Linked DNA regions of Mus musculus: all the other regions are linked to region 4. The links are chromatin contacts, called in public Hi-C and HiChIP or PLAC-seq maps. All regions are on one chromosome and are shown on one strand. The core of a region is the stretch at or near the end of the contact, and the rest is flanking DNA. Distances in the headings are between cores, read along the strand shown. Region 1 has its middle 16 kb from the start of Gm46335. Region 2 overlaps Gm5432 (a long non-coding RNA gene). Region 3 overlaps Gm40287 (a long non-coding RNA gene). Region 4 has its middle 58 kb from the start of Lpin1. Region 5 overlaps Gm40287 (a long non-coding RNA gene). Region 6 has its middle 35 kb from the start of Gm40287. Region 7 has its middle 42 kb from the start of Mir6387.

Region 1 (2,771 bases), core at 216-2,715, 620 kb after region 4:
TATTTTTAAGCTAGTCAGCGATAAGCTTAGACTGGTTGTACTATGTGTTCTCGTTATTTAATGGGATGGGCAGATAAGCTCAGCCAAGATCTCTTGCCTTACAAGCAGGAGAACATGAGTTCAATTCTTCGAGGCCACATGAAAAGCTAGGTGTGCAGTAGCCCTGAGCTGTGTTCTTGTGAGCTTAGGCTTGGCTGGTCGTGTGCTCTTCACTTCATCATATGCTACTGCCCTGGCTTTTATGGTTCCACTGTCAACTTAGCACACCTGAAAGTTACCACACTGAAGAGTTGCTTGGACCAGATTGGCTTGTAGTCATACCTATGAGGAATCATCTTAATTGATGATTATGTGCCAGGGCCCAGCTCAGTGCACCATCCCTAGGCAAATGGGTCTAGGCTGTATAAGCAAGATAGCTAAGCATGGGGCACAGAGAGAGCCACAGATCAGCTTCCTTAATGTCTTCTGCGTCAGGTTCCCACCTTGAGTGTTTGTCCTGACTTCCCTCAGCAATGGGCTGTTAACTGGACAGGACCTTGAAATGAGCCCTCCACCCCTCATAGTTCATGGTGTTTATCACAGCAAAAGAAAAGTAACTAATGAACACCAGAATACAGTGTTGTCAATAAGTTTTAAATAACATTTTAAATTAAAAAGATAGGAAAGTGGTTGGAGAGATAGCTCAATGGGTAGCCTTCTCTGTTCAGTTATGAAGAGCTGAGTTCAAATCCCCAGCACCCAGTTATGGCCACCAAATATGTGCCTTTAATGCCCAACACTGTGTAGGCAGAGCTGTATGATTGCTGGGACTTCATGGTGTTGAGTCCATCTCCAGGATCAGTGACAGACATTGTCTCCAGGAAGTGAGACAGAGAATGACAGAGTAGAACATTAGTCATTCTCTTGTGACCTTCACATGCACAGGTGCTTGCACACAGAAACACACATACAGGCACACACACACATTTTCAAACAAATATTTTAAAAAATAAGTCATAAAGAAGTCTTGCTTCATTGTGCAATGTGTCGTTTCCCTTTTCCTCTTCCTTTTATTCTTCCTCCTGCTCCTTCCTGATTGCTAACCCAGACTTCCTTGTCCTGAGTCAGAGATGACATTGCTGGATGACACTGAATGTTCAGTGCTTTTCCTCCTTAAGAGCCAAGCCACCCTGAAACAGGCCCTCATTGTACCTCAGCTTCCTAAATGCCTGCTTCTAAAAGGAGAGGCAAGCAAGCATTGGACATGCACAGCCCTGGAAGCACTTTCTGGCCATGCCCAGAAGGAACTTTCTCACTGCAAACCAGCAATGGAGAATCTGGGTTCCCACCTCTCTTGCCTGGATAATGGTCTCATGGACAGCTTTGGGGCATTCCGGGCCACTGGAGCTCCTCAGCACGGTGTGAGCTCTTAGCTCCGGATTCTGTGGGGAAGTGGCCAAACCACAGTGATCTCACTGCATTTCTGTCCCTGTCCCACAGGACCTGACTATCCTCCTTTGCATCACCTCTACCTCCCACAGAAGTATTTATATTTGTCAGGGTGCCTTTAACCAGAAGGCTAACCCTGTTTAAGCTGCCTTTCCCTGGTTCTCGGTCAGGTGATTCAGTGTGGGACAATGGCAAGGGATTGGGGGAAGGTGCGAGGTGAGAGCTGGGACAGTTTTGTCCTTTCCTCTGCCTCCCAAGTTGTTTGGCAGCAGCTTGCAGTGTCTGCTCTGTATCTCCATCTTTGCACTGCAATGCTTGTGTAGTTTCAGCCTGTGCCCAGTGAGGGGCTTTGCCAAACACCTTGTCCACTTCTATACTACCAGCAATGCTGCTGTTCACAGCCAACAATGTCCTGGATGATTCTTAGCCTCTCAGCACCTCAAAACTCCAAAAGGATTATGTCTGTAGCTAGACAATGGCTAAAATTGTTGTATTCATTTCCCCAGCATGATCACGAGCTGCTGAAGCCAAGTACTCCACCTCTCATCTCTGTTCACATTCATCTGAATGGGTGTGTGATAAACCCCTGTCACTGTGTCAAAAACATAGTATTTGAGATCCAACCTGACAAAACTGACTGGCACCCAGGAGGTTACTGTCCATTTTCAGTGGAGTTATTTACAAATACACCTAGTCTATAGACTTCATATTACAAGTTCATAGACTCAAACCCTCTCTTCATATTTTCCTTTGAAATATTATTTCCTTTGAAAGAGGAAATGGGAATCAGGTGCATCCCCAGAAATCACCAGAAAGAGATGACATGTGATCCTCGTCACTAACTTCTGCATGACTGCCACTGGTTCCATCCTGCAGATGTGGTAACTGAGGTTCTCAGATGCTGAGGAAGTACTCTGGGTAACTTTTCTATTGTCATAACAAACAACCATGACCAAGGTGGCTTCTCAAAGAAAGCATTTAATTTGGAGCTCACAGTTCCAAAGGGTTAGAGCCTATGACCATCATGGCAGGCAGGCAGGCAGGCAGGCAAATATGGTGGAACAGTAAGAGCTTACATTTGATCTACATGCACAAGGCAGAGAACAGGAGGCACAGAGAGATCTAACTGTGAATGTATAATCTTTACAAACCTCAAAGCCTACCCCAGTGACACAGCACCTCCAATAAGGCCACACCTTCTAATCTTTCCCCAAATAGTTTCACTAGCTGGGAACCAATCATTCAAATGTAAGAGCCTATGGGGACAGTTCACATTCAAACCATACACACTCTAACTTCATATACTTAGCATATCAGTGACTCAGCATGTCATCCTACAAGTC
Region 2 (2,845 bases), core at 55-2,554, 700 kb after region 4:
TTGGTCCTCAGTGGGCTTCAGTGACCCTGTTTTCTTTTTGACATTTAGACTGTGAGGTTAAGGCCTGCTGCTTTTATTGACCTTCAGGTGTCTTTTTTGTTTGTCTTATTTTTTATTACTTCCTTTATTTATTTATTTATTTTGAGAATTCTGTGCATAGATATGCATATACAATTTAAATGGAATTTCCTTATCTGGATTGACAACGACCCCTCTGAGACCCAAAGATCATGTAATGACGTTTTTACCTCAACATCAGGCATGTGAAGCCCTCCTTTGCATTGTTGGTGAGAACGTCTAAGAGACTCCCAAAACATAGAGCCTATTGTTATTGGCCTTGGTTGCCTCTCAGAGGTGTAAGGTAAGTCCCTATTGCTGAAGGTATCATGCACTTCAGATGTAGGACCCAGGGTTACCTGAGCTGGAACTAAGCCAAATGCCTTTCCCTAGAAACTAGTTTTCATGGTACCAGACAACGCCATGCAAGCTGCCAAGGGAAAGAAACAGCCAACAGTCCTACCCAGCCGTGTTGACTATGAACCACAGCCATGCTCAGCATGGTAAAATAGCCCTAAGGATGCAGCAGTTCTCTAACTGGGCCTAAGATCCTTTTTTTGTTTTTGGTTTTTCGAGACAGGGTTTCTCTGTGTAGCCCTGGATGTCCTGGAACTCACTTTGTAGACCAGGCTGGCCTTGCTTCCCGAGTGCTGGAATTTAAAGGCGTGTGCCACCATGCCCGGCTGGGCCTAAGAGCCTTAAACAAGAAGAAAACCAAGTCTTACAAGTATCTTAATTTCCCTTACTCGTTTTCTGTGACTAGGAGGCATGCATCTCATACTTGAACTTTACCTGAAGCTGGGAATGGTGGCTTGCTGCAAATTTGCAGTCAGCCTTGCCTGTACATGAGATCCAGGCCAGCCTAGGTTCCAGACTGAGAGTCAGTCTCAGAAGGAAAGCTGGTCCTTAGTAAGATTCTGGCTAATCAGAATATGAACACTGACACAACCTCAATACTCAAGGTCTCTTTTGAAATGTACAAGGATCAGAAGTCAGCCTGGGGGTGGGGTCGGGGTTCTGCACGCCTCTCCTGAGAAGACCGGGGACCAGCTCACCTGTGTCTCCAGCCAGGATGATAGACACGCACCGCAGAAAGCGCCTCTTCTCCCATTGTGGGCCCGCTTTCCTCTATGGAGTCAGCTCTCCTGAGCTGTGAACCACAGCCATTTCTGCAAGCTTTGGAGCCTGCGGGCTGAGGACATGAATGAACTGAGTCATTCCACAGAGCTTCATTAATTTTAAGGCAGTTTAAGATATCTGAGTCACAGGCTTCAGTCATTTAGACTTTCCCAGCTGCCACTGTGCTTGCCCACACACGTTTCTCTTCAAAGATTGCATCTGTGGCTAGATGTGTGGCACTGCCCACTCTCCATCAGTTTCTGAGAGAAATCAACCTCAGAGATGGATGCAAGGGTGACAAGATATCCATTTGCCGTGTGCATCTTAGCCTGCAGGAGGGTTTAATGAAATTAGCAGTCAGTTGTCTTCATTCACATTCATTCCACCACAGACATGTGAAATTCCAAATTCTATACCCAACATAATATTGTACCCAGCCTCCCAAGGAAGCTCAGCTATGCCATATGGTGACTCCACTCACTACACAATATTTAGCAACTTGGTGAACAAGGAATGAATCATATCTTAACCATCTTGGCCAAATATTGTTTTATATAGCAACAGTATTAGTAATATATATGTTTTACTAAAAAAAAAAAAAAAAAAAAAAAAAAAAAAAAAAAACAGTAGTACTTCCTGCTACGCCCACTGAAAATTAAGAACTAGACCTCACTGGAAGTAGACTGCACAATAAAAGAGTTCTTGCTCATTAGCAATCTTCAGTTCAACACTGCACTATACATACGATACTCATTAGCAATCTTCAGTTCAACATTGCACTGTACATATGATACATTCAGAATGTCTGCTTTTTCTTTTCCTCCAGAGCAGCTGCTAGGATTGAGCAATAGTCTCCCAGGGTAACAGAGCAAGGAATCCTGGGGCATTTCCCTGATTCTGAAAAACAAAGAACTTGTAGCCACAAGGAGAGGAGTCCTGAAGCTCTCTCCTTCCTACTAGAGAGAATCCCTTATAATCCCAGGAAAACAAAAGCCTTATCCAGTCTCTGTTGGGGGAAGGTGTCCTGTGGGGACTGGGTGACCACTTTCCTCCTGGAGCCTCAAGTTTGTCATTCAACAAAGATAATGAAAAAATTGTTAAAACATAATGTTGCAGGCTAAATCCTTGTTGTAGAAGATGTAGGGACTGTCTGGGACACGTACATTCACACACACACACAAACACACACACACACACACACACACACACACACACACACACACACACATAGTTATCATCCCATTCAGTAAACATACAAGTTGACAACTGAAAGATGCTGAGATTGTTGCAATCAAGTGTGATGTGACTCTGGTAGAGCCATATGCTGAGTAGACTATCTCACAAAGAATAGCAGCTCTACAGGAGAGTCCCTGAAGATGCCCAAAATGAAGTGTGAATGATCAAACATAATTAGGGAGGAAAAAATGTTATTTATTCCAGTCAAGAACTTGATCCTTTCTTATTGGAGAATAGAATGTAGTGACATAGAGTTGCAGGGAATAGGCTATCTTTATAGCAATCAAGGAATATGGGATAGCATTACTAAGCTAAAGCATTATTTTATGAATATCAAGGAAGGTTTTAAGGAATTCTATTCTACAGCAGCAGCAACTCATCTCACCCCACTCTTTTGAAAACCACTGTACCCATCTCAGTGGGAAAATTGTTA
Region 3 (2,949 bases), core at 117-2,616, 870 kb after region 4:
TATACAATACATCTCACATAGAACTACACACACAGACACACACACACAGACATACACACTCACAAAACACACTATTACACTCATGTACAAATACATGCATGCACACACATTCATGCACACAGACATGCACGCGCGCACACACACACAAACACACACACACACACACACACCTCACATATACACACACAGGCACACATAGACTATCTTTACTTCTTGATTCTTATTTCTTTGGCATATCTAAAAATTTTAACACTAAGTGTTCAAATTGAAGCAACGACTGACTTTTAAACACCAAAATTTTCATAAATTTTTTCCCACAACACAATGCCATCTTCTTAGGGGGAATTTGGGAATATATTTGAGAGCTTGCTTTTACAACCTTGGAGATATTGAGGGAATCTACCACCAAAGACATGAATGGGTTGCCAGTGAGAAGACCATTTCCCTTGATGGAGAAAAAAAAAATATTACCTAGAATATCTGTGGTTCTGTCTGAGGCAACCTAGCCAGATGGTAAAAGCATTTCACCAACTGCCTTCTGTTTCTTAGCTCTGCTTTGCATATGTGATAGCTCTATCCTCATTATTACTACAGCCCCAGGTACAAGACTCTCTCTCCATTAGCTTAAGGAGACATCAGATTCTATTGAGTAGCAGTGGCTCTGGATGACCCACCTACTAATCCTGCAGGGTAGAAGGGTACAGTCTGGGCTTCCAAGCCCAAGGTGATGATCAAACTCTGAGGCACTGAGAGGAATGAAGGAGGAGTCTTTCAGGAAAGTGCTTCCCATGCGATAGGTAAAAGGTAAGCAGAGAGGAAGAAATAACACCCATCCACATGTGGACAGCTCCAGCTTCTTGCTTCCATTATTTTACATGCTTAGGTCCTTCCATAGACCAAACATTTCCACACTTGGTTCTCTTGTCTCAGATGCATTTTCCTTGCCATATTGTTTTTGCTTTGCAAAGTTCTACGTATACGTTAAGAGCTACACATCACCTCTTCCCTAAAGGTTCCCAGTTTTGTGCTCCTGCAACCCCCCTTCCTCCATGCACTGATAGCATTTTGTGCACATATTCACAGAAAGGAAGTAACTAGTTAGCATATGCAAGAAGCTGCACAATCCATGTCCTTTTGAAAATGGAAGGCATGTGGCGTTAGATGACATAAGATCCAACAGCAGAGAGTCAGTACTACTTCCTGAGTGTGCACCATGCACGGGGTCTCCTAGCAGAACCTTTGGTGAGTGTGTTGAGAATAATAGGCTTTGAAGATCTTGATTTCTTGAAACTTATCAATTGCAACCACTTCCTTACTCGGATCAGGAAGCTGAGGCTGAAGTGGGTTTCTTTCCAGCTCTGACAGTAAATGGTCTGAGCCACCAAAAGGAAGGACAGATTGACCCAATTCTTGGCTGAGAAACCACAGGTATTTAGCTTAAACTTCCTGTTTTAAATGCCATTGTAGGATAAAGTTGTGGTCTACATTGCCACAACTCAAAACTCTCTCTCCCCTTCTCCATCTCCTTCTCCCTTCCCTCCCTCCAACTCTCCTTTCCTATCCCCTTCACTTTTCTTTCCTCTCTCCATAGCCCTGGAAGGGCCACCAACATCAGAGCTGTGATTCACACTCTGCTCTGCGTTGCTCCTGTGCCCTCTCAAGTCTACCATTTGTGCCTCACTGCTTAGTGAAGGGACATAATAAATCTTGCTGGGAATTCAAAACACACAACCAGACTGTCATGGGAACTATGGGGGACTTAAAGCAAAGGGATAAAATTGACTCTTTGTGACAAATATCCTTCTATTTTTATGGCAGTATCTGCATGGACATTCTCTTTGGAGCAGGTCAGAATTGACCAGGAATAGAACTACACGAATCCAGTGATACTCAAAATGAAAAGTGGAGCCTTTCTTGGATTCCTGCCAGGTAATACTCAGGCACAAACATGTAGGAATGGCTCACAAAGAGGTTTTATGAAAATCCACAAGCCCCTTCTTTCTACTGTGTGAGTCATGTGTAGATTCTGCCTTGTCTCCACATTTAGAGTGTCTTACAGGCTCAGCCGCACTCATCACTCTCCCTTCTGCTTCCTGGTTTTATAGAACGTATCACTGCCCTTTTCAGAGACGCTGCCTTGATTGTATCTGCACTCGTACTGCAGCATTTATACCTATATTCATTGTGCCAGACCATCCTTGCTTGGCCAGCAAGCTTTGCTCCAGGTAAGAGCTGAACATGAGGTAGAACACACAGGTATGAGAATATCAAGCACTACATATGTGAGCTGGCCAATGCTATGGAGCAAAAAGAAAGTCAAGGTGGTAAATATGCCAGAGAGTGGAAGTGGAGAAAACCTTGTAGTAGATGGGAAAAGATGCTCTTCGAAGATGATGTGGAGACATGAAGTAACCACTGGGAACATCTTGGGGTTGTCTTCTCAAGCAGAAGAAGGAAGGAGCCTTGTTGACTTGTGAGAGAATTTCATATGAAGAGGCAACATGGAAAGAGGATATGTTGGAATTCTTGCAGGTAGCAGAAGAAAAGAAGGGAAGTCTCTGCCTGACCACAAGCCACAGATGGTCTGTGTCTTCCTGATTAACTACTTTTCAGCTGTGTAAGTTTGTATGGCATACTCATGTATTTCTAATCGGCATGTATGCTATGTTGGTATAGATGCAAGGATGTGTTGTGTATGTGTCTATGTGAGTCATTGTGTGTATGAGTGTGTGTGTGTGTGTGTGTGTGTGTGTGTGTGTGTAGAAATCTAGGCCAGAGGTCAGTGCTTCCTTCATCACTGTTCCTCTTATGCTTTGGTTAAAGGCAGGGTGGCTCACGGAACCTAGCACTTCAGATTTAGCAAGACTTCTAGGCCTTTGAGTTTTATGAATCCTCCTATCTATGCCTCCCCAGTGCTGAGATCACAGACACCTGTCACCATGCCTGGCT
Region 4 (2,899 bases), core at 264-2,763:
CAGGGCTTCATGCATGCTAGGCAAGTCCATGCTCTACACCCCAGGATAGACTTTACATTTGTAACCTCTCTTTTTATCCTGTAGCACCAAAGAGGATAATTGCTATCACTTGTGGTACAGCCAGGCTTGGTCCCCAAAGGGAAGCAGAGTCTGACCAGAGAAGCTGATCCTGGAAGTCAGTGAAAGCCGGTGGCCACAGGGGGGCACAGTTGGTTCTTGTTTGACCGAATAGCCTTTCAAAACAGCCTCTGCTTTGACAAAGGCCTTTCCCTGTGGTCCCAGGCTTGGAGACCAGCCAGGTTGTGGGTTGGATTTGTGTGGAGGCAGGGGAGTTTCTTCAGGGGACTGTTTCAGTGCGGATGTCCCTTGGATGAGCTCAATCCGAGGCCCAAATCTTTAAGTGAGCTTTGGAGGCCAGTCTGTTGAGATTTAAAATCTGTTCTTTGTGGCCCTGGAGGTTCTGGGAGTTTGTCCTGGGAGTTTGTTAAAAATAAAATTGTTTAGGACCTTATCCTAGACCTACCGACCCTAGCAGTGGGTGTGGGCCTCCGAGAATAGTTTAATAAGTCCTATGGGGTTCGGATGCACTCACATGTTGTGGACCATTGCAGCCCAGGCCCGGGCTCACGTCTGTCATCTGGCCAGCTCAGGAATGCTGTAATGCTATCAGCCTAGGACTCACATCAGCTCCACCCCACTTGCTCAAACCGGGAGAAGCTGCTACAAAGACCACCTCACCTCTTTGTATTAAAGGATCTTGGAGACCGAGCCACAGGTGCTTGCTTAAGTCACAAGGTGTCCTTCTGACCCTGTGGAAGCATCCAGTCAGATCTGCCTTCCTGGGGAATCTCAGATGGGAGCCACAGGCCTGGGAGACAGCAGGTCTGGCAGCCTGGGCAGAGTGAGAACGCAGGGAACAGGGTAGAGGTGGATGTGCCCAGATTTCTAATGGTCTCGTCCTCCCCGAAATGTTTGGGAGCCTCGAGGAGCCTGTCCCGATGCCAGCTATCTGTTCATTGGTGCAGGAAGTCCATTCAGCCTGCATTACTTTTAATGCATTTTGCAAGCAAGTGGCCTCTTCCTGTGACTCACTCCGCCTTTTGTGCACCGGAGGTTGTGGTTGGAAGTTTCACTTCGGAAAGTAACCACCAGTGCCTCCGATTTCTCCCGAGGCTGGAACCCCAACAAGTCACATGCATTTTGTAACAAAGAAGTGTAAATGGAGGTGCAGCCAGTCACGTTTCTGCTCTGTAAAAACATCCTTTTCTGAGATGGTCTGCAGAGCCAAGCTGAGAAGAAATGGGTTATATTTTCATTTCAGGACTTTGTGCTTTCTTTCCAGAATGTTCTTTGTCATCTTGATCCATTTTTCAGGATTATCTAAAAACAAAAAACAAACAAAAAAACAACAAAAAAAACCCCCCAAATCAAACCAACCCCCCAGCATTAGCTGATTGGGTGATCCATCCCTTAGCTGACTGAAAGTGACTCAGATCTGGACTGAAGTTTGGGTTCTGTCTACCAGGCAGCATGGAAATAATGATGGTAATAGGATTGGTTGAATAACAACGTGTATTTCATCAGGCTCTTCCCCAGTGGCCAATTCACGGGCTCTCTATACATTTATTTCTTCGGATAAGCCAGCAAAGGCTAAGCGGGCAAATTCTACAGGGCAGTTTTCTCAAGTTTAAAGACTCATCTTCAAAATGTTGTGGAGCTGAACCAAGTTATCACCACCCCTGTTAGTTGTAAAGCGATTTATGTGTATGAGTATTTTGACTGCTTGTATGTAAGTACCATGAGTGTGCCTGGTGCCTGTGGATGCCAGGAGAGGGGACTGGATGCCCCTGGAACTGGAGTCACGTGTGATTTTGAGTGATCCAATGTGACTGCTGGGAATCAAGCTTAGGTCCTCTGAAGCGTGTATGTGTACACACACACACACACACACACACACACACACACACACACACACACACATATATATATGTATATGCAGCCCAAAATGTTACTGTTATTTTGAGCTGTAACATGCTATGTGACTGAGGACAGCCTTGACTTTTGGATCTTCCTGCTTGCCACCACCTCCATTACAGGCATACAGCAGTGCTGGAAATTGAACTAAGGGCCTCACTCATGGTAGCCAACTACTCTAGCCAGCCAACGTGTTTTTCTGCTTTAATTCTTTTTGTGCACAACCCTAGTCTCTTCAGCATTAGTAAAGCCCAAATGCACTTAGAACTAAGTGCAGCTAAAGCCGTAGTCAGAGTTCCAGTTAGCATTAGTACTTACTACATTCTGGAAAGCTGATGTGGGCTTGAGAAACGGTACATTTGGATTTAGAAGAGATGCCTTTGATGTTTCACTTCTCACCTTGATTCTTTCAACTTCTGTGCAGGGAGGACAGTCATCGTCATTAAACACTGACCTTTTAAGAGTGAGGATGAGCAGTTATTCCATGTTTATGTGAGTGTCTTGCTGTTGGTGAAGTTATGATTTATTTTCTGTCTGGTGCTGGGGAAGGAACCCAGGGCCTTGTGCATATGAGACGAGTGCCTCAAATCCTGACCTTCCTGTTGAACTAGCTTCTATCTGAGGTTGACATGGGACTTTTAAATATCTCCTTTGACCGCCCAAGATGGGTAATTCCTCCTCTCTCTGATACCTTGAAGATGAGAGAGGGGCTTCCTGCTTACTCTAAAGTTAACCTGAATGGTCGACTTGACACAGCCCAGAGTCATCTGAGAGGAGAGCTCCAGCTGAGAAATTGCCCAGAACAGATTGGCTTGTGAGCATGACTGTGGGGGATTGTCCTGATTATTCACCGATGCAGAAGGACCCAGTTCTTTGTGGGTAGCTCTATCCCTGGGCCTGGGTTGTAGACCAAGTTGGCCTTGAA
Region 5 (2,877 bases), core at 343-2,842, 830 kb after region 4:
CAAAGGTCCACAGTCTGAACTACCAAGAGATAAGGAGTCTGAGTCCCAAGAGTGAGGGGATGGTCTGTACCAGGAGATTATGTTTAAGAACTCTGGCTATGAGGCGCACACAGTAATGGCACATTACTTGGGCAGGCACATTCAGACATGAAATAGGCAGAAAGGGAGAATGATTGAACTTAGTGATGACATAGCCTACTGGGTCAAGAAAGGCACCCAGAAAGAAGATATGTACAATACTGATGGATGCAGGGACTTGAAGAGACAGGGATGGGGATGAAGAACTCCATAGATGTGGAAGTCATGCAAGTAAAAGCATGGGGGGAGAAACAGAATGGTACACAAGGTCCAGTGAAGAAACTCAGCTGGTAAGAAGAATGGGCCAACACACCAACTCTTTGGGGGAGAATCAGGAGACAAAAATTAAGATCTTTATTCTCCCTCTGGCTTGACTGACTTTGGAAGTCTTAAAGTCTCTTTGTCTTTCTCCCCATCCTTCTGAGTCTTCTGTCCTCCCCTACTACCTTCCTCCCCTTCTCCTTTTCCTTCCTCTGTCCATTTCTTCATTCCCTCACCCTCTCTCTGTCCCTCCCTCCCTCTATCGTTGCCTCTTCTCTCTTCTTTACTTCCGATCTTTCCTTTCCCCTTCCCTCCCCTTCTTTTCACCTTCCTATTTTCATCTCCTTCTCTCTTTTTCCCTGTATTTCACTCTCATCCCGTTGTCTTCCCTCCCATCAATATTTAGCACAAATGCACTGATTGTCTGTGTCTCCAGCCCTTTGGTAAGCTAGAGATACAGAATTATTTCCCACAGTCTCTGCTTGGAAGGGGTGCTCATAGAACACTGCTGTGCTGGGGGCTGAGAGGGAAGGATTGGGAATACAAAGCCTGACCTATGCTTGACATATATCCAGGAAACATAAACAGCACGTATTGACAGGCAGACATGGTCCAAGGGTTTTTATACACATGATCTCATCATATTGCACTAACTGGTGGAGTGCTTATTATTTTGTCTAATGCACACATGAGACTTAGAAAAAGTAAAGAAACAGTTCCAGTCACACAGATAGTATGTGGCAGAACTCAATTTCTATGTTCCTAACCTTTTATTTGTGCTCTATATGCCAAGTAATTGAATCTGCACAGCCTCACACAGGGATAATGATGTGGTTAGCCGTGGTATTTTTTTCTGGGTGCTTTGTAGCCATTAAATTCTCACTCTGTCTCATATCTCTATATATCTGTCATATGCATTATGTATGTATGTATATATGTATGTATGTATAGATAGATAGATAGATAGATAGATAGATAGATAGATAGATGGTAGATATGCTTAAAACAAAGCCAATCCTCTCTGAAATTCCATCTTTTCCCAAAGGGAAGCATTTCTACCTAGAGACAAACACTTGTGACAGAGCAGGTCTTCCACGGTCCACAATCCTTGTCCCTGATTCAGCACATAGGGACTGAAAGACACACTGACTAAGAGCAATGGTGGCTAGCTGCAAACATACACTAACACACGCTAATCTCATCTCCTGCCTCTGCTGGACGCATCTCAGGAATGTGGGAGGCTAGCATGTCAGATAGGCAATTACTGGCCGGACGCAGCATTGCATAATGGGATGATGACTAGGGCTTCCTGCTTCAGCGAGAATGCAGCCAGCTTGCCAGAAAGGATTTATCTTCCCAAGAGAAACATGCCAACTTTAGGAGGATATGAAGTAACTGTTATTATGGGGAAAAAAAGACAAGCTTAATTTGAAAATACTCAAGGTCCCTTTCAGCTTGTGCTCTGTCTGCATGTTCTCCTCCTCCTCCTCTTGCTCCTCCTGCTCCTCCTCCTCCTCCCTGCCCCAGTTCTATCTTCTGGTTTTCTTCCTTGCATGTGACCAGGTCTCCGAGTCGAGTCCATCTTTATATTTCTGTGGCTTTGTTGCCATACTTGCCTTTTCTTTACCCTAGTTCAGTGTTGAAGAGAAGGGTCTTAATTCTCCACAAACAAAAATCCATGGTGCTGATAAAATTAAAAATGTGTCTGTGGTGTTGTTGTGTAGGAGGACCTCGCAGACTGAACATTAGTTAGAAGAGACTCAGTTACCTAATATACAACATCCTGGTAGGTCTTTCATGATAACTAAGCAATCTAACTGACCATAACCTTCCCTTGCTGGCAAATGTGTTCATAGTAGGTGCTCTGTAAGCCCCTTGGCTACCATAGGCTCCTATGAAACCTGGACTCACCTCCTCAGTGTGCCTGATTTGCTGCATGGAGGGAAAAAAATCCTTGCACAAAATTAGATAAAAGAGTAACATACAGAATTCTTATAGACATCCCTGGTTAATGACTTTTCCCCCACCTGGTAAGGATGTTAAAATACAGGATAATAAAGTCATTGGCTTAGAGGTTCCCAGCATCATTTAGAACCTCTGCCACTAAAAAGTCAATATTTCCAACTCTTCATTTTACTTTCTAATCATGCATCCTGCTCCCTTTCCTCCTGTTAAATCATTTTTATTACAACATATAAACATGGCAGCTAAGCAATTAAGGACATACATAACATAAATGGATATACAACATCCACACTTATAGAGAAAGCCTCAGTAGGTAATTATTATTGTCTAGAATTGCCATGTGTCATAAAGAATCTGTATTATTTACTACCCAGACTAGTGACCTGAGTTCAATTCTAGGAACCCTCATAATAGAAAGAGAGAACTCATCCCTGCAAGTTGTCCTCTGACCACAAGGGTGCCATGGTACACATACGCCCCACCAATCAATCAATTAATGTAATTAATTCACACACATACACACACACACACACACACACAAATGAATAAAATTGTAAAGACTTTTTTTTTTTT
Region 6 (3,039 bases), core at 56-2,555, 960 kb after region 4:
ATCACTCCTACCACTCCATCCCTGCCTTCTTCCACTCCCACCACTTTATCACCACCATCACACATCCTAGCCTGCAGTCGTAACTTTTGGTTAAGAATTTACGGAATACAGAGTGGAGAAAGATAGATCACCTTTTCTAAGTTAAAGGACATTCAACTAAACAGCTATCCATTTTAGGAGGCGATCCAGAGGTGGGAGTGAATTTCAATGAGAGAATTTTGTCACTTGTTAGAGAGAAGAAAGTGGTACCTGCTCCTTGCAGTATGAGCTGCTCTGTAGAGAGCATAGCCAAGGCTACCAGAAGAGACACATGGAGGCTAGCTGTGGCACTACAATAACCAAAACATATTTTTTAGTATCTTCTCTCTCTGTTGTCCTTTCTCCTTCCCCTTTCTTCATTTCCTCTCTCCTCTTACCTTCTTTTCTCATTCTCTAAACCCTACATTTCAAAAATGTCTATTAAATTACATCTTGCCTCATGAGAGAGGCCACATCTGAGAGAACAGGACTCACCACAAAAGCTGTGAAGCAGCAATCGCTGAGCGAAGCTACAGCTACAGCCTATGCCAGAGCAGCACCCCTTTGGAGAAGGGAGAACCTCAGATTTTCACAGCTTTGGACTCTACCTCAGCCTTTCCTTCCTGTGTGACAGTGCCCCAAAGTGAGTCAACCCTGGCATCTTAGCACTTTCTCAGGTCTTCTCTGAGCATGCATGCAAATGTGAGCATCCCTGTGGGCCTTATGATTCCTGCTATGCCTTTGAGCACTGTGTAGAAAGCCCTACCCTCCCATGTGAGTGTCTTACAAGAACCTTCAGAGGGATGGTTCATGAGAATGGGGTCTTAGAAATGGGGTCACAGCCCTCACATAACACAAGCACTTTCTTTCCCTCAATAAATGAGGTATGTCTATTGAAAAGGACATTCTTCCTGTATACTGCCTCTGCCTTGCTCTTACATGTCCCAGCTACAGTTACTCTGAAAATACTTTTATATTACGTAACCCACACAGTTTGTGGTCCACTATTCTCTCATCCTGAACCCACTGAGGAGAGTCTTCATTAAATGCAAAACTGTTTTTAATCCCACCTATTTCCTTCCTTAGATGCTTCATTCTTTTCTATGTTTACTGCTGCAAATTGCCCCTTGCCCAAAAGAAAGGTCTTAACTAGTCCATGTCTTTAAATGTGCTCAGCAGAAAGGACTGAAGAGGCTGCTCCATCCACTCTCTTGTGAGAAGAACAGAACAAAGACCAGCACCCAAGGGGATTCCTGTTGGCTAAAAACAGATAGGCATAGTTCCTAACTCAAGATCGTGTCCATATTGCTTTTTCTGCAAACCAGCTGTACCAGGAAGGTGGGCTGCTATCCTTATGTTAGCCTCCCCAAAATATTATAGACTGTGGTACATAAATGTAGCAGATTTCTTCCTTCATTAAGTATGTTTCTTGGTTATATTTTTACATTAAGTTCTACATTTTCAACAAAAGTTGATTTTTGAGGGTTTTAAAATCTCTTGAAGTAAGAAATGTCCTATTTCTAACAGACAGCAGTTTACAATGAGAAAAACTAAACTGTTGAGGACATATGGGACTGAGAACCATAAGCAATTCTTATAATGGAGAAAACAATATCATACCATGGTGAAGTACTTATAGCATAGGTTGATTTGTATTCCTCCTTTATACATACATATATATATATATATATATATATATATATATATTAGATATACCAATAATAAATAAATAAAACTAAGAGAATCCTCATACATTCACGTTATCTCTAATTCCTCAGAAAATGGCTATATTTTGAAATGATACCTTAAGGAGCTTATTAAATAAAGTAGCGTCTGGTGAATGAACATTTGCCCAGATTTTCTATATTTCTGCTAGAAATCAGTAAGATATACCAGGGAAGAAATGCCCTGGGAAGGTAAGGTGAGAAGTTTTACCAAACAAGGCCAAGACAACAATGACAATAAACCCACAAAGTAAACAACAAAACAAAACCCAAAACAACAACAAAAATCCTACAAGTAAACAAAATAATCTTCTGATCTTGAATTTCCATACTGTAAGAAAATAACCTTTTTATTGTTTAAATGATCAAGACTCAAGTTCTTTGTCATGGAAGAGGTAGGAGATGAGTAAACAAAGACATGGACTGAGTGACTGATTACATATTTAACTTCCTAGACCACCTAAGAAAACTGTATAAATAATAGTAAGTGGATGTGTTCAAAGAGAATGTGAGAGGCAGAGGCAGGAGAATCATTAGTTCAAGGTCAGACTGAACTAATATGTATTAGTTACATATGTAAGACTTGTCTCAAAAGTCACCCAAAAGAGAATGATAAGAGTAAGAAGGTGAGACAGTCACAAAAAGCAATGAGGAATTATAGGAATTAAGGAAGTTCAGAGGCCCAAAAGCACCCAAGTCTATCTCTACTGTATCAGTCAGAGGATTCAGAATCACTGACTCCAGCACTGTCTCAGAAGATAAGAGTGATTTGAACCTGAAATGCTGGCATAAGCTCATGGGTCTAATACCTGCTGCCATGAGTGGTGGTATGTTTGAAGCTTATGGGAAACTCTAAGATACCTGGTTTGCTGCAGGAAACACCTTTGGCAGTTCTACCTGGTCTCTGTTCCCTCATTCTCCATTTCCCATCTGCGTGGGGTAAGTTTTTCCATTATAGGTCTCTGTCACTATGACATTCTGCCCAAGTTGGGTCAAGCAACTATAAAACTGACCCTCTAAACATATGAGTCACATCAATCTTTTCACCCTTGTATGATAAAATCAGGTAGCAAAAAACAGCTTTAAAAACCAAGGCCCCATTCCTGTGCTTAGAAAGCATTCCTACATGCAGTACCCATCCCATTGCCTGGATTCCAGTTACCGCCATCCCAAAGCACAGAGATTCACTCTGCAAAAATAAAACAGTGAGACTTGTGTCTCGTAGACAGATTAGAATGATAGATAATGTGAGGACGCAAGGCTCATCATCTGCAATGCTGGGGTGGAGTCCAAGATC
Region 7 (2,976 bases), core at 228-2,727, 770 kb after region 4:
TCCTGCCTTCCTAGAGGGGATGGGTCTCTCCCAGGGACAGTGCTCTGGACTAGACAGAGAGGCAATGTAGTTAGTTCAGACTTCTCGTGGAACAGGCTGTGACTCGGCAAATTGTTTGTCTCTCTGGGTCTAAAAAAACATTCCTTGACATTCTAAATTTCCACCCAGGCCTGTTATGAAAGCCAATTTTAACTGTCAATTGATTAGATTTAGAAATATCAAGGACACTAAAATATATACCTTTGGGTGTGTCCATGAAGATATATGTCCAGAAATAGTCAACTGATGAGGGCAGACCCTCCCTTCCTTAAATGTATGGGCAGCATCATGTGTGTGGACCTTTGACTGAATAAGTAGAAGAGAGGGATAAAGTGGTGAGTGCTGGCATTCCATGGTCTTGCTTCTGAATCCATTAGGAATCAGTCCCATCAAGAGGAGTCCCAGGTCTGTGTTCCATCATGAGTAGACATAGCCTCTTTAGTTATGAACCAAAAGGAAACTTTCCCCATTTCACTGTTTCTCTCAGGTGCTTAATCTCAAGAAAGAGAAAAGAAGTTAATACAGGTAGAGAGACTCACTATAGACCAATGCATTCTCACTCTTTAATCTGAGTTAACAATAGTGGGGTCCAATGCATAGTTTTATGATGTGAACTCTGTATGAGAGTTTCTCTGCTGGCTCTGAGTTAAAAAACTTCACAGGTTCTCATTCCACCATTAGACCCCTGTTTTCTTAGGACACGAATGTGGATTAAGAAGACCATCATTGGTCAATGGTCACCTTGAGCCATTAGCACTGATGATTGGACTAAGTGTGTGAGTGGAAGAGAACAAATGGGAAGAAGAGAATATGTGAAGAGGTAGAATGGATGGCTGTGTTGTGTGTGCAGTTTTCAGTTAAGTCTTCCAGCAGGACCAGTTTGCATCATGGAGGAGAATTACATTATTTAGTGGAGTTTGGTGAAGTAACTTAGTAATGACTGTCAAGGGAGAGAGTGCTAGTTCTGGATCTACCACTAACTGACACACATCCTCCCACTTTCTGCTTCTCTACAAAATGAGGCATGTACAAAGTCTTTGCAATGATTGTCTTGTACAAGAGTGTTCTGCTTATTTCTGCTGGTCCCCTGTAGAAAAACACACGGCCACTCAGTATGCTTAAGTTGGTTGGAGAGAGAATTAAAGAAGGAAAGAAACAATAAAGGAAGAAAGAAAGGAAGGAAGGGAGGGAAGGAGGGAGGAAGGAGAGAATCAGTAGTTTCTAATGAACAGCATAGGAAAGCTGAATATAAAAGACGCTAAGAAGACAGAGAAAAAAGCAAAGAAGAGACCAAGACATGGGACAAAAGAGAAGCAAGAAACCAGAGAGACATAACACTGTGGCACTTGGATGCATTTCTAGGCAGCTGCCACCCTGCCATGCCTGGCATGGGCTCCCATCCTCATAGTGATACAGTGTGATGACTTCCTGTGAGGAGAAGCTTCTGTGCCTGGAGCTGATCACATGCCCTGCCTTTCTGCACAGTCACTGCTGTCTCTGTAGAACACTGGAAGTGGAATAATTAACACTTGTTCCCTTGCCAGTGGTGCAGCAGAAGAAACGGGCTCTGAAGCCTACTGCCTGACTGATGGATTGCTGTCCTGCTGTGCTTCCTAAGGGATTACCCGTGCATCCCCACTTCTTGGCAACATAGAGTCAACATGGGAACACTCTGGACATTGGGTTATCTAAGCATGGATCTCGTAAACAAACAAACAAACAAACAAACAAACAAACAAAAAACCCAAAAACACAGAGATCAAACTATGCCAGGAGATGTGTGAGAGAGATCATAATGAGTGTGACAATAGATAGCAAAGCTCTTTCAGAATCATCATCAATGGATGAACCTCTCCTCTAATGAATGCATTTTAGCATCACACTAACTTAATGCAAACCCTATGGGACGTCTTCACTTCCAGCAAAGAATTTAATTTTTCGGAACCTTCATGTTTTTACATACAAGGGATGATGGTCCAATCTTGTTGAAGCATAATGAGAATGAAAGGCTTGTCCTGTGCTTGTTGCTCAGGCTCTTTTCCCTGATACCAGGAGAGTCTCAGCAAATGCTGGTTCAATGTCAACCAAAGCATATATATTACTTGACCATCATCATTTTTTAAAAATTTAATAAAAAGTATAGGCTAGAGAAAGAGTTCAGATAGAAAGGCAAGTTTGAGGACCTGAAATAGATTCCAAGGCACCATATAAAAGAAGCCTACCATGGTGGCATGCTCCTATTATCCTGCTGCTGGGAGACAGAGTCATGTGTTGATCCCTGTGGCCAACCTAGCCTTCTTGGCAAAATCTAGGCCATTGAGAAAGCCTGTCTCATTGACAAAGTGGGTGGTGCCTGAGGACAGCCAAAGTTGTCTCCTGGCCTCTGTACACCTGTGTATATACACATATACAAATCTTATATGCCAAACAGTCAGAAAGAAGTAGAAACAACCAGCAGCCAGGGAGGTGCTGTGGCATTGACTCTCTAGCTGAGGGCAGCAAAATTCTTCCTCCAGGCTCTATTTTCTATTGACTTACTTAGCTTTGATGTTAGCTCAGATGTGCAAATTTCCTTCCTCTAGAGCAGTGGTTCTCAACCTGTGGGTCACAACCCCTTTATTAGACACTTACATTACGATTCATAACAGTAACAAAATTACAGTTCTGAAGTAGAAGCCAAAAATAATTATATTGTTGGGGGTCACCACAACATGAGGAACTGTATTAAGGGGTTGTGGCATTAGATTGGTTGAGAACCATTGTCCCAGAAAGATGTTTGTGGGGGCTATGGTATCCCTGGCATGATCATGTATAGCTTTTGCTAAAAATCTTTGAGCTTCAGCCTAATCGTCTTAAAGTGCAGTTTTTACTCTCTTCTGCACAACTTCTGTTTCCTCCCTCAAACTTGGAAAAGTATTTTTGTATTCTTCTATTTCC

The links. Hi-C and Micro-C count contacts between places; a contact is called where the count stands out from the background. HiChIP or PLAC-seq counts read pairs in DNA pulled down with a chosen protein or histone mark.
Region 1: a Hi-C map of bone marrow-derived macrophages shows a contact between it and region 4, with 15 read pairs. The contact joins two enhancer-like sites. A contact is called at or near these places in 1 of 15 datasets of contacts at CTCF or cohesin (large pre-B cells), 3 of 484 Hi-C or Micro-C datasets (adipose-derived mesenchymal stem cells, bone marrow-derived macrophages and nephron progenitors), 6 of 115 datasets of contacts at active chromatin or transcription factors (the NIH/3T3 cell line, T-cell acute lymphoblastic leukemia, bone marrow-derived macrophages and 3 more) and 1 of 9 other capture datasets (embryonic stem cells).
Region 2: a contact with region 4 is called in a Hi-C map of the C2C12 cell line, with 5 times the contacts expected there. The contact joins two enhancer-like sites. A contact is called at or near these places in 15 of 39 promoter capture datasets (the 3T3-L1 cell line, 3T3-L1-derived adipocytes, the C10 cell line and 10 more), 1 of 15 datasets of contacts at CTCF or cohesin (the NIH/3T3 cell line), 13 of 484 Hi-C or Micro-C datasets (the C2C12 cell line, the P5424 cell line, bone marrow-derived macrophages and 10 more) and 5 of 115 datasets of contacts at active chromatin or transcription factors (PVALB interneurons, T-cell acute lymphoblastic leukemia, acute myeloid leukemia and 2 more).
Region 3: a Hi-C map of the MNK3 cell line shows a contact between it and region 4, with 4 times the contacts expected there. The contact joins two enhancer-like sites. A contact is called at or near these places in 1 of 15 datasets of contacts at CTCF or cohesin (large pre-B cells), 3 of 484 Hi-C or Micro-C datasets (the AtT-20 cell line, the MNK3 cell line and macrophages) and 3 of 115 datasets of contacts at active chromatin or transcription factors (embryonic fibroblasts, large pre-B cells and oligodendrocyte precursor cells).
Region 5: a contact with region 4 is called in a Hi-C map of the N1E-115 cell line, with 10 times the contacts expected there. The contact joins two enhancer-like sites. A contact is called at or near these places in 10 of 484 Hi-C or Micro-C datasets (the C2C12 cell line, the N1E-115 cell line, Th2 cells and 6 more) and 7 of 115 datasets of contacts at active chromatin or transcription factors (the NIH/3T3 cell line, T-cell acute lymphoblastic leukemia, cardiomyocytes and 4 more).
Region 6: a contact with region 4 is called in an H3K27ac HiChIP or PLAC-seq map of T-cell acute lymphoblastic leukemia, with 8 times the contacts expected there. The contact joins two enhancer-like sites. A contact is called at or near these places in 1 of 15 datasets of contacts at CTCF or cohesin (large pre-B cells), 3 of 484 Hi-C or Micro-C datasets (B cells, bone marrow-derived macrophages and cerebral cortex), 3 of 115 datasets of contacts at active chromatin or transcription factors (T-cell acute lymphoblastic leukemia, heart atrium and stem cell-derived neural progenitor cells) and 1 of 9 other capture datasets (embryonic stem cells).
Region 7: a Hi-C map of cerebral cortex shows a contact between it and region 4, with 1.7 times the contacts expected there. The contact joins two enhancer-like sites. A contact is called at or near these places in 4 of 484 Hi-C or Micro-C datasets (bone marrow-derived macrophages, cerebral cortex and nephron progenitors) and 7 of 115 datasets of contacts at active chromatin or transcription factors (the 230-238 cell line, the NIH/3T3 cell line, astrocytes and 4 more).

What each region holds. Positions count from the first base shown.
Region 1 is chr12:15,911,290-15,914,060 of GRCm38.p6, reverse strand. No RefSeq gene overlaps it. Among named protein-coding and RNA genes, the nearest start is that of Gm46335, 16 kb to the right of the region's middle. Within about 2 kb of position 1,465, at least 14 of the 459 cell types and tissues checked have an H3K27ac peak or open chromatin away from gene starts, as enhancers often do. A contact at or near this core is called in bone marrow-derived macrophages, where this site is marked.
Region 2 is chr12:15,831,305-15,834,149 of GRCm38.p6, reverse strand. Gm5432 (a long non-coding RNA gene) reads right to left here. Exons shown (of 3, transcript XR_001780551.2): 2 at 1,113-1,505. Among named protein-coding and RNA genes, the nearest start is that of Gm5432, 16 kb to the right of the region's middle. Within about 2 kb of position 1,304, at least 46 of the 459 cell types and tissues checked have an H3K27ac peak or open chromatin away from gene starts, as enhancers often do. A contact at or near this core is called in the C2C12 cell line, the NIH/3T3 cell line and embryonic fibroblasts, where this site is marked.
Region 3 is chr12:15,656,393-15,659,341 of GRCm38.p6, reverse strand. The region is part of intron 1 of Gm40287 (a long non-coding RNA gene); the gene reads right to left. Among named protein-coding and RNA genes, the nearest start is that of Gm40287, 52 kb to the right of the region's middle. Within about 2 kb of position 1,366, at least 7 of the 459 cell types and tissues checked have an H3K27ac peak or open chromatin away from gene starts, as enhancers often do. A contact at or near this core is called in the MNK3 cell line, where this site is marked.
Region 4 is chr12:16,530,790-16,533,688 of GRCm38.p6, reverse strand. No RefSeq gene overlaps it. Among named protein-coding and RNA genes, the nearest start is that of Lpin1, 58 kb to the left of the region's middle. Within about 2 kb of position 1,513, at least 209 of the 459 cell types and tissues checked have an H3K27ac peak or open chromatin away from gene starts, as enhancers often do. A contact at or near this core is called in the C2C12 cell line, the MNK3 cell line, the N1E-115 cell line and 8 more, where this site is marked.
Region 5 is chr12:15,703,431-15,706,307 of GRCm38.p6, reverse strand. All of the region lies in intron 2 of Gm40287 (a long non-coding RNA gene), which reads right to left. Among named protein-coding and RNA genes, the nearest start is that of Mir6387, 96 kb to the left of the region's middle. Within about 2 kb of position 1,592, at least 47 of the 459 cell types and tissues checked have an H3K27ac peak or open chromatin away from gene starts, as enhancers often do. A contact at or near this core is called in the C2C12 cell line, the N1E-115 cell line, the NIH/3T3 cell line and 2 more, where this site is marked.
Region 6 is chr12:15,569,352-15,572,390 of GRCm38.p6, reverse strand. No RefSeq gene overlaps it. Among named protein-coding and RNA genes, the nearest start is that of Gm40287, 35 kb to the left of the region's middle. Within about 2 kb of position 1,305, at least 3 of the 459 cell types and tissues checked have an H3K27ac peak or open chromatin away from gene starts, as enhancers often do. A contact at or near this core is called in T-cell acute lymphoblastic leukemia, where this site is marked.
Region 7 is chr12:15,757,597-15,760,572 of GRCm38.p6, reverse strand. No RefSeq gene overlaps it. Among named protein-coding and RNA genes, the nearest start is that of Mir6387, 42 kb to the left of the region's middle. Within about 2 kb of position 1,477, at least 38 of the 459 cell types and tissues checked have an H3K27ac peak or open chromatin away from gene starts, as enhancers often do. A contact at or near this core is called in astrocytes and cerebral cortex, where this site is marked.